Regions from separate parts of the Mus musculus genome. Here region 2 is linked to region 1. Evidence: chromatin contacts called from public HiChIP or PLAC-seq data. All regions are on one chromosome and are shown on one strand. The core of a region is the stretch at or near the end of the contact, and the rest is flanking DNA. Distances in the headings are between cores, read along the strand shown. Region 1 overlaps Gm31596 (a long non-coding RNA gene). Region 2 has its middle 41 kb from the start of Gm31739.

Region 1 (6,005 bases), core at 1,894-4,393:
CACACACACACACACACACACACACACCAGTTAAATATGTTGTCCTTCCTGTTTCCTTTGTATGGAATAGCATGAGGTCTTCAAGCTATTAAAGTAGTCAGTTACAGTGAAGAGTTCAACTGTGAATGCCAGCTTCATTACTATTAAGAAAGTAAGTGTTCCTCATAACCACAAGTGTGACAATGTTAATAGTTTATCTAACATGTGATATGACCATATATGGATAGAGTTGTAACATTTCTTTCTGTACAGTGTAAGTTACATATATATATATCATGTTATCATGTATTTTCTCTGGGGTCCAACAGGAATGTAGTTAAATAGAAAGTACTACTTAACAGCATTGGTAAAACAAAAGCAATGTTTCCAAAACAATAGTTTGGGGACTTTCAATGTGATTGAATACTTTTATGAATAAAAAAGTTGAAATGTATGAAAGTTGAAGATTTCAATCTAGAAAACATTTTATTTTACAATCTCTTATAAGCTAAAGACCTTGGTTTCCCCTAGAGGCTCTGAAAGAACTAAGTTAAACAGGCATTGCATTGTGTATAAGCAAGCTTGTGTGCCTGGGAAAGGCACAAGGTAGGCTAAAACAGGCTCGAGACAGATCAATTAGCTGTGAGCTACAGGTAACACCCGATGGCCTAAATGAATTCACTGTCTTGTAAACGCTAAGCAACAGTCAATGACAAGACCGTTCGCTACTGTTGGCCTGATGACCATGGCTGCGCTGATTCCCTGGCCCCAGCAGCATTTTCTTCCCATCAACCTGCAGACTCTGATTCATCACACTAAAAACTCATAGCGGCATTTGTATGAGGTATAAGGTAACGTAGAACAAACTGCAACTTCCATTCTAGATCGCTTCCAGAAAACTGGCAATGTCTGAAGGCTGCACTGTACATGCACCAGCATCATTCGAACACCCAGGGAAGCAGAATAAGACATTCAGAGGAGGAATAATGCAAGCACCTCAGTCAAGCTGTTCCCAACATCTGTAGACAGAAGCCTGTGCAGGGACAGTGTAATGGTTCGTATATGCTCGGTCCAGGGAGTGGCACGATTAGAAGGTGCAGTCTTGTTGGAGTAGGTGTGTCACTGTGGCTGTGGGCTTTAAGACCCTTCTCCTAGCTGCTTGGGAGAGAGTCTTCCATTAAAAGCCTTCAGATGAAGATGTAGAACTCTCAGCTCTGCCTGTATCATGCTTTGTCTAGATGCTACCATGCTCCCATCTTGATGATAATGGACTGAACATCTGAACCTATAAGCCATCCCAAATCAAATGTCATTCTTTATAAGACTTGCCTTGGTCATGGTGTCTGTTCACAGCAATAAAACCCTAACTAAGACAGCCAGCCTGGCCTGGAATGCAAACACCTCATTCAAGCTGTTCCCAGCAGCTGTAGGCAGAAGCCTATGCAGGGCCAGCCTGGCCTGGAATGCCCTTGGTCCTGCTACACACATTCTTGTAGAAAAGAAGCAAGTATTAAAATATTTATAACTAGATCGCCAGACGATTCCAGATAAATGCTTTAATATTACTATCATTTTCCTTATTGTTTTTTTTAAAAAGGGGGGGGATAAAAAAGTTCTATCTAAAAATAAGTTGGCATTTTTTTTTAATCAAAAGAAAATCCTTAAACTATGTATGACTTCAATTAAATGTTCTTTTGGAAGCTGTAAAACACAGCTTCTCGGTGGTTGCCATGAAAGAAATAGAAGTTTAAACCAACAGCATTGGCAACACAGGGCACGATGGCAGCTGGGTAAGACCTTCCATCAGTCATCTCTCCACAGAAGCTTCAAGTTGAAGTTATTCACACACCAAAGTATCGCTACAGGAGCCTAGGAAACTAGATGAGGGAATCCCAGGACCTGGTTTTAGCATAAGAGGAGAGAGCTGCATAAGAGATCGGAAGAGTTACTCGTACTGCCATTCTCCCAGCTCCATGCACTAGCAGGATGGTTGGGAACATCCCCTGCTTGGGAGAGAAGAGAAGTGAGACCAGGATTTAAATTTACAACCTGTACCAGAAAAGCCATGCTGAGGACAAAAGGTGGATGGGGCTCAGAATGCCCTTCGGCTCCACCCCACCCAGCCCCACCCCACCCCTGCCCCAGCTCCATGTCAGCCAGGTGAGCAGTCCACTGTTTATAGAACCCCTCTACAGCTTCAGGCAGCACCACACACCACAGGCAGAACTCTCAGCTGCAGGGGGAAGATTGAAAAAGTAAAAACAGGACTCTATCTTGGACCTCTGAGGTGTCAGGCTCACTACAGTAAAACCCAAAATCAGGAAGAATCCAGGGACACCTTGTCCCCTGGCCAGTGTTTGTAAACAGTGTCTGGACCTGCCCCAGCACCAAGGAAAGACTCCTGTCCCTGTAGGAAAGTCTCCTGTTTCACTCTGCACACCCCCAGCTGTGGAATGGGCCTGGGGCACTTATCCAAGGTTGTGCAGGTTCCTAAAGCCACAAGACTCAGAAGCAAGCAAGCTTATTGTCAGCTTTAGCGACTAAGGCACTGACTGGCCACCTTACCATGCTCCAGCCTCAGGAATCACAACAGACAGAGCAATTATCTTCTTGGGGAAAGAAAAAAAGAGCTGGATAACAAGTGATGATATGGGGACGTAAACCCAGTCCCTCCTTGATTGAGGCGCAGAAGCAGGCAGCTCCCTGCAGCACTTGGTCACAGACTAATAACTGTGGGTGAGACCTGTGGGCTGCCCTGGTGAGGGTTCGCAAGTGAATCTGTAAAGAACTCCAAGTTTGTTTTGAACATCATTACCAACAGCAGCTTTTGGATTGATTCTTGTTTGGTGCTCCAGTATAAACATTCGACAACACACCAGTCACATATAGCCAAACTTCCTTACTTACGGTACTATCTAGTACTGATTCAGCTGAAATGACCAGAGTTTCACTAGAATTAGAGGCATAAAGCCAAAGGATGTGGACAGAAGCAAGCACCTAGTGCCTCAAGGAATAAGCAGCTGTGTTTACCAACATACACCACAAACTGGCCAAGAACAGTGATCCCACATAGCTGAGTCCATAGCAGACAATATGTGTGGGCTGTTGCACTGAGAACCCAAGGTTTATTTTAAGCTCTAAGTGGTGGCACATGTCTGACTGTCCCTTCAGTCCCAGAGTCTGAGAGGTGCATGAGGAGCATGAAGCTGAGGCTGGCAGCAGCTCAGACTAAGACCGTGTCCCAAAATTATCTCAAATGTTTTCAAAGCTGAAATCACACCAAGTACCTTTTCCAACCACAATGGAATAAAACTAGAAATCAATAGGGAAAACTGCCAAAATTACACAAACACAGGAAAATTAAACAACTTCTGAAACACCAATTGATGAGAGAAGAAATTAGGAAACTTTTAATTATCAAACCAAATAAAAGTTATCAGTACGTTTGCCAGGATGTATCGGGCACAGCAAAGACATCAGGAAGAGGATGTGGCTGAGGTTGAAGAGAACACCAAGAAGATGAAAAGACATCTCTGTCCATGGATTAAGAGAATCATGGTAGCACTTCCAAACTCGCAAAGCGACCTACATTGCCATCACCACAGTGTGGTCTCTATCAGAACATCAGTGACAGCCTTCACAGAAGCAGCAAACCACACAACCTTCTTCACAGCCACAGCAGCCTTGAACAAAGAGGACAAAGCAGGAGACATTGTATTACCTCACTTCCAAAGTCACTAAAAGGCTTTAGTTGTCAAAAAAATATGATACCTGCATAATAGTAGACACATAGACCAACACCCAGAGGAACGAACACCGATGCCAATTCAAGCATCTGCAACCAGCAGAGTCTAGAAAAAGTGCTACAAGTGTACAATGGATAAAAGATAGCCTCTTCAGTAAATTAGATACCCAAAATGCAGAAGATTATACTTTACGCCTGTATCTTATAGTGTAGCCAAAGACAATCCAAAATATCAAAGGTCCACAAAGATTTAAGGAAGAAAAGAGAGAAGGAAGGGAGGGGAGATGGAGGATGCAAGAACAAAGGGACATAGGGTGGGAGGGAGGAAGGGAGGGAGGGAGGGAGGGAGGGAGGGAGGGTGTAAATAAGGACAGAGGGGGAAAGTAAAGAAAGTCAAACCATGATGAAACTTCTTCAAGATGTGGTACAAACAAAGATTTTTTTTCACATAAGATCCCAAAAGCATAAGCAAAAATGAACAAACACCCAAAACGAGTGCTATTCTTTGTTCTTCACTGAAGTGAAATACCTGAGCTAATGAGATTATGAAGAGGAAGGGTTGGGTAGGTTTCAATTCACAATTCAATGGTCCTACATCTTTAGGCTCACGGAGAGAAAACAGATCACTACAGGAAACATGGCAGATCAAAAACTTTGCCTCATGACTCAGGAAGCAAAATGAAGAGAAAGCCAGGGTTCCACCATCCCCTTCAAAGGCACTGTTCCCTAAAATGTCCTCCATTAGACCCCACCTCTTATTTTTCCTACCACCTCCTAGTCCCCAACTTGCACATCAGCTGTTTAGTACATGGGTTCAGGGACCAAACCAAACTCAAACAGTCCTTCATGGTAAAGGAAACAGTCATAACTAAAAAGACAGCCAGGATATTGCAAAAAGTGAAAACTATTTGACCAACAGTGTATATGGAACCCAAGAACTCCAAAGTTACAAAAACATATTTTTTAATGTCCTACAAACAGCCAAAAAGCATATGAACAAATCTCATCACCATGGAATTTATGTCATCACCTCTGTTACAAAAGGACCCTAAAATAAAGGCAGGGGTTGTATCTTAGTAGCATAGCATTTACTTGGTATGCACAGTCCTGTGATCATCCCAGTACCAAACACAGAAGGTAATGATAGAGGCTAATATGATGTGTAGAAAGGGGTACTCTTATATACCACTGATAAAAATGTAGAACACACATATTATGAGAAACAGTGTGGATATTCCTCAAAAAAAAAAAAAACTGATAGTAAATTATTGTATAATCTAGCATACAATCCACTGCCGTGTATCCATCAAAGGAAATAAAATCAGTATATTAAAGAGATACATGAATTCCCCATGTAATTACAAAGAATGATTTGCAACAACCAAGACACTGAGTCAACACAGATTTCAATCATCAGACAAGTAGATAAAGATAATGCAATATACACATGACAGACTACTGGGGCTGGAGAGGTGGATTGTCAGTTAAGAGTATTTTCTATTCTTGCAGAGGACCCAGATTCAGTTCCCAGAACCACAGGGTAGCTCACATCTGACTGTAACTCTCCAATTCCCAGGAATACCATGCTCTCTTCTAAATTCTTCGGGCACCAGGCATGCCGGTAGTGCAGAGCATCCATACAGTCAAAATACTCGTACCCAGAAAATAAAGTAAATAAATATGCTTTTAAATTTAAAATAAAATAGAAAATGTAACAGACTATTACCAGAATCCTGTCATCTTGCAGCAACACCCACTGGCCTAGGGAACTTTATTTTCTATGCAGTAAGCAACACATAGCAAGGCAAATACCATGTGCTGTCACTCAAGACAGAGCAGAGAGAGAAATATTAGATGACCATCAGCAATTCATGTAGACAGAGGAACTGGTCTTGAGCTTTATTACAAGGTAAACATGGCGTATTTCACAATAATTCACAAACGACAGCCCCAAGGTTTCCCAAGGAGTGCTTACAGGTGTAAGCTATGGAGGCTGCTCAGTAAGGAAAGTGCTTGCTCCGTGAATGTGGGGACCTGAAATACAATTTCCAGAACTTATATCCTGGGAGGGATGACAGTAAACCTCTGCAATCAGGGCTCCTGTGGGAAGATGGACAAAGACACAGCAGAATCCCTGTTAAGGCATGGGCCAGATGGATTAGTGTACACAGAAGCAGATATGCTGCCTCAGACAAGGTGGAATGCAAGGGTAGACACCCATAGCTCTCTTCTGCCTCCGTACAGGCTATGCACTTAACACACACACACACACACACACACA
Region 2 (6,005 bases), core at 2,089-4,588, 180 kb after region 1:
CATGCACTCATTTCTCTCTGCTCCTCAGTGTGGATGTAACCTCACCAGTTGGCTAAGTTTCTGCCATTTTGGCTTTCCACCATATGAACTGTAACCTGGAATTAACAACAGAGATGAAACCAAGACAAAGCCAAAGAAAGAGATGGTCAATGAGCACATCTGTACAGATGTGTTCAATGGTCAAGTGCAGGAAGTGGTGTGGGTGCCTACCAGCACAACAGTAAAAGAGCATGGCGCGTGAGCAGGAACTATTTCAGGATGACTAATCAAAGAAGGCCTTTAACCAGGTTCAATGGAGCATATCTAATATAAGCACACGGGAGGTAGAAGCAGGTGTTCCATATCATTCTTTGCTACGTAGCAAGTTCAAGGCCAGCCTGAGCTATATGAGATCCTATCTAAAGGCAAACAAAAGAGACAGTCTTTAAAAGCCCATTTACATTTAGCTGCTCTCATTAAAGTTATTAAGAACTCTGACTTTATTTGAGAGAGAGAGAGAGAGAGAGAGAGAGAGAGAGAGAGGGAGAGAGAGAGAGAGAGAGGGAGGGAGGGAGGAGAGGAGAAAGGAAGGAAGGAAGGAAGGAAGGAAGGAAGGAAGGAAGGAAGGAAGGAAGGAAGGAAGGAAGGAAGGAAGGAAGAAGGGAAAGGGGCTATCATTCTATCAAGGCAAACCAAAGAAAATTCTGACAGGCCATGTCAAGGACTACAAAATGTAGGGAGGCTGTAATATTTAATATTGTCTATATGATGGGACCTAGAAGCACTTAGCAACCAAGATTCATAGCACACTGGTGGAGCATTTTCTTAATCAATTAAGATTAGAAGGCCCACCTAAAATGTTGGTGGCCACAGTTCACAGGCTGGGTTCTGGGATGAGTGAAAAAGGGAGAGGATGGTCCAGGCTGCATTCACCATTTTCTTCTTCCTGATTTTGAACATGATGTAACAGCTGACTCAGACTCCTGCTGCCTAGGCTTCCATCTTAACACCCTACACTCTGAAACCTTAAGCTGAATTAACCCTTCCTTAAGTGGCTTTTGTCTGTTCTTTGTCAGAGCAATGGTAGCAATAACTGAAACATGATGTAAAAGTAGAACATACACACATGCAGGCATGTGCCTATAAATGGGTTAGAAAAATACACACAGCCATAAACGGACATACAACAGACAGAAGGGAACCTCTTCAAAAAGGTGAGGGTCAGGAACCAATGTAGAAACAAAGGCTGCAGGCACGGAAAAAGGGGGTCTAACCTCTGAAGCATCAAGAAAAGCATAAAATGTCCCATCATCATCAAGGACTTTCTAGGAGCTGCATCATAGAATACGTGTCTTCCTTCCGCCACCAGTCGGCTAAGGCTTTCCTAACACAATGCCAGGTCTGGGCAGCTTCAACAACAGAAGTCTACTTTCTCCCGAGTAGAGAGTGGGTTGGGTTCTTCTGAGGCCATTCTCTTTGGTTTGACGGTATCAATCTTCTCACTGACTCCTGACTATTGATGAATGCCTTCTTCTCACAAGAACATTAGTCACATTGGGCTATTTTGTGCCCTAATGATCTTCATTCAATGCATTTCGCCCCTTAAAGACCGCACGGGGTTAGGATGCAACTCAGTAGTAGAGAGACTGCCTGGCATGGATGTGGCCTTGGGTTCTATACCCAGCACTTAGATAGATACATGCATAGGTAGGTAGATAGATAGATAGATAGATAGATAGATAGATAGATAGATAGATAGATAGATAGATAGATAGATAGATGGATGGATATATAGGTAAATAGGATAGATTAATAGGTAAATAGATATCCCCAAATGCATATGAATTTGTGGGGTAGAGCCACGTCTCCTTAATATTTATGAAAACACAGGGTCCATGGAAAGGAAGTAAGCAAGAAATAGCGCCATCCAACTAGCATTTTGAAGATCAATATGGTAGAAATACACAAAAATAGTGGGGAAAGTGGAGGTAGGGGTTCAGGTTAAAAGACTATTTCAGTAACTCAGATCCCAGAGGCTGGACATTAAGAAAACATATACATTTCTTCCAGAGGACCTGAATTTCCACCCCAGCACTTATACTTAGCAGCCCACAATGGCCAGTAACTCCAGCTCCAGGGGATCTGATGCCTTGGTCCTCCATGGGCACTGGCATGCACATGCACTTATCTGCACAGAGACACACATACACACATAATTAATTCTAGAGAAGGTTAATAGGAAAAGGGATGTGGGTTTGTTTTAGAAGTGACCTTCTTTCTCCCTTACCTCTGGTCAGTGGGCTAGAGAAGAGGTTAAAGAGTTTGAGAATCCTAAATAAAGTAGGTTTTGAAAAATCTAAGCCTACAGTCGGTCAGTCTATCTGTCTATCCATCTCTCGCTCTTCTTCTTCTTCTTTTTTTTTTTTTTTTTTTTAACAGTACCCATTCTGAGCCATTCCACCCAGGGTGAGATGCTATCTTGTGATTTTTATTTATATTCTTCTGATTGGTAATGTTCTCTGTTTGCTCATGTACTTGTTGACAACTTGCATGTCTCTTCTGAGAGTTGTTCACACAAGTCACCAAAATAGAGACTCAACTAGAAACCCACAGATAAGCCAGGCTAGGACTAGTCCACAGTGACACATTCATGGAATTGTATGATGATATTATGTGCACCCATAGTGTGATTTAATTTTAGTCTCATCATATGCAAGAATCACAGTAAAATAACTAAAAACAAGATTTAGAAAGTCATTAAGAAATCCCACATTTTTCTAAGTCGTGCCAGTGATCTCAGTACTGAGGAGGTGGAGGCAAGAGAACTATGAAGTTCAAGGTCATCCTGCTCTATAAAGCAAGATGACAGGGAGAGGGAGGAAGGGAGGGAGAGAGGTCAGGAGAGGGCAGGAGATGGGAGGAAGGGAGGAGGAGGAAGGTAGCAGAGAGGGAGGAAAGAAGAGCCTTGTTTTACTAATATGCCTTTTGCAATCCTGTCCTTTCCTTATTCCCTGCCACTGTGCTATCATGTCTGACTTCAAAGCTGGGGGGCAGGGAGGGTCAATCCTCCTGCACCATGAGGCTGTTGCCCAGTCTTCCTTTCCTTTCTGAGAACTCCATCATGGCAAACAGCCTAGCATCCCCTCTATAAAAAGGAATCTTGGGAGGGAGGGAGAGGTTTGATTCACTTGGGCTGAGGAGGGATCGGTCACTGGGGGAGGGGCACCCCACACTGTCGCTTTTGTCGCATCACAAACACCTCTTGTAGTTTTGGTTTCCATCACGTTGTCATGAGGCTTTACAAGTCGGTGACTGTCCCTGTGTCACCTCCATTACTGTGATACAATCACTAACAAAAGTAACTCAGGGGAAAAAAAGGTTTACTGAACTCACAATTTGAGGTCACACTGCATGACTCAGTCACATCATATCTAAGGGCAAAGACAGAAATAATTCATGCCTGCCTGGTCCGCAGCTCATTCTCACTCTCCCTAGATAAGCCAGAGCCCAACCTAGGGTATGGTACCTCCCAAAGTGGGCTGGGTCTTCCCACAACAATTATCCTAATTAAGAAAAGTCCCTCCTAGGAATGCCCTAAGGCCAACCTGATGTACACATGCTCTACGAGGCTCTCTCATGCTGTGATTCTAGACTGTGGAAGGCCCATCATTAGAGCTAACCATCACAGTCACCAGGAGAAAAAGTGTGGAGGGAGGTGGAGATATGATTGTGCACAATTAGAGCAAGGCCATCTTCCCACTCTCTAATAGCCTAACCACAGACAGATGACCACACTGTGGTTATCTGCCCTGATAACACCCAGCCACAAACCAGCAAATGCAGGCAGAAGAGACTTCAAAAGAAGCAAACGAAGTGGCTGGCCCTGCCTAAAAAGGCACAACTCCTGTAAACAAATGTGCTCTGCTTTGAGCATGAGCCACTAAGCAATCCCAAGTAACTTGCTGCTGCGTTAGGTCACTCACCCATCAGTGGGGAATATTTTCATTCCAATCAAATAAGAAGCTAATGAAGCTATGTAAATAGTGGTTCCATCACACCACTAACCTGCTATGTTGGGGCCACTCTGAGCTCTTTTGTGGTAAGACTCAAAAGAAATAAAACCTAGAGTGGAAGATGGAAAAGAAGAGGCCCCAACCTTACTCCCTTCCTCAGCAATTTTATCGCCTCCAAGTCCTGAAGGAATGTGTTTCCCTCAGAGGTCTCATCTCACCTCTGCCACAGACTGAATTCAATCATCCCAAGTGCCTTCTTGCTACAACTCTCCACTACAGATTGCAAAAATCTAGGAAACTGGGATCTTCTTTTTTTTTTTTTTTTTTATGTTTTCTAGGTGCCTAGAAATGTTCTACCTAACAGTTAGGTAAGTGGGTGAGCACTCACAGAAAAGCTGGGGTTGTGATTCAGTGCTGCAGTATATTACATCCCAGAATGACTATATCTAAGTGATTTCCTATAACTTAGAGCCTGGGTAGTTCTCCAAAGATGCTATTTCTAAACAGCCAAAGGTTAAGTCATTTTGTTTCCTAGAAAAACAGTGGGGGTAAAACAGGAAGTCAGTGGCAAATTGGGAAGAAGAAGCTTTACCCATTCCTCAGCCATGTGTGGAAGAATATTCTCATATTATCTGACCTTTGATGGGGAACTTCCCAAACTGCCTCTAACTCCGTTCCATCCAGCAAACCTCTCTGAATCATTCAAGAGCCATGTTGGTGTGGGAAGTTATTGCAGCAATGTTTTTCTTAAATATTGCAAATGTTTCAACATCTCAGAGACGCTGCTCATGGCTTGAGTCTCCTGCATCTGAACATATAAAAATCCAACACCTGAAATTCTTTAGGTTAAGCAAAACAATTGAGCCATCTACGAACTCACCTGCATTTGGACCACCTACCAGTCTGGATAGATACGGGTTTGATGGCTCCCCAAGAAATTATTAAGAGTCCCCAGGTTCTGATCTAGAGAGATCTCCTTCCTTAACCACCTCTCACATGACCTTACACACCAAAACAGCTCAGAGACTCACGACAAGAGAATAAATGACTGCTGTCTGACCAGCCTAAAATGGGACAACATTCCTCCAAGGCTCAGAAATATTGTGACAGGTTGGGAAGAAAGCCTCTGTAAGGCCCAGAGAACGAGCTGGAGTGGTGTCTCCCAAGCAAGGCATGGCCAGTGCCCTCTTGAACTCTCGACAGCTATGATTATCTGCACAAGGCTTACACAAGATTGCACCCATAAACATTCCATCGTGGAGGCGCTAAGCACTCATTAGGTTTTATCCCTCCTTGAGTTACAGTTGTTGGGAGAGAAAGAGGTATTTTCTTAGCCCAAATTCCTATAAATGACCGTTCACCTCTGCTCTTGTGAACAGCCCAAGTTAGACTCATTGGATCACACATACCAAAAAAAAAAAAAAAAAAAAAGTTTAGAGGTGACGCCTTCATGAAAGTCTCTTTGAGTCTTCTCCCAGGTGCGTAGACTGATCCCCCTTACCTTCTCGTTGTGAGTACCACGTGATCTGACCCCCCCCCCTTTCAGATAACAGTTCAAGAGGGCAGCAGATTTGCCTGCTGGCTCCATGGCATCCCTGGGGTTCTGAAGAGTGTCAACGAGTTGAGCAGATGAGGCTTACACGTTCTAGAGATGGACAGGCAGACAGCCAGCGTGGAAGATCCTGTCTAGAACTCCAAGCTTCTCCGATGGGTGGCACTGCCTCTCTCTCCATTCTTTTCCTCCCCATCGCGCTGCTCTCAAAACCCCAGGAACCTTTAACCACTTGTTGCTCAACCGTACCTTTGTTTCCCTATCTTTGTTTTCTGATTCTCAAAATACAGTTTCCCTACATAGCCCTTTCTGTCCTGGTGCTCACTCTGTAGCGAAGCTGGCCTTGAATGCACAGACAGCATCTGTCGCTGTCTCCTAAGTACTGTCCTTATGCTTTTGATCAAGTTATCCCTTAGTCTTCCGAAACTCTGTCACAGCGCATCATTTCTTCCATTCCCGTC

The links. HiChIP or PLAC-seq counts read pairs in DNA pulled down with a chosen protein or histone mark.
Region 2: a contact with region 1 is called in an H3K27ac HiChIP or PLAC-seq map of heart atrium, with 8 read pairs. The contact joins two enhancer-like sites. A contact is called at or near these places in 1 of 484 Hi-C or Micro-C datasets (liver) and 2 of 115 datasets of contacts at active chromatin or transcription factors (embryonic stem cells and heart atrium).

The regions. Positions count from the first base shown.
Region 1 is chr3:151,848,413-151,854,417 of GRCm38.p6, forward strand. The region is part of intron 2 of Gm31596 (a long non-coding RNA gene); the gene reads right to left. Among named protein-coding and RNA genes, the nearest start is that of Ptgfr, 14 kb to the left of the region's middle. Within about 2 kb of position 3,144, at least 8 of the 459 cell types and tissues checked have an H3K27ac peak or open chromatin away from gene starts, as enhancers often do. A contact at or near this core is called in heart atrium, where this site is marked.
Region 2 is chr3:152,026,018-152,032,022 of GRCm38.p6, forward strand. No RefSeq gene overlaps it. Among named protein-coding and RNA genes, the nearest start is that of Gm31739, 41 kb to the left of the region's middle. Within about 2 kb of position 3,339, at least 15 of the 459 cell types and tissues checked have an H3K27ac peak or open chromatin away from gene starts, as enhancers often do. A contact at or near this core is called in heart atrium, where this site is marked.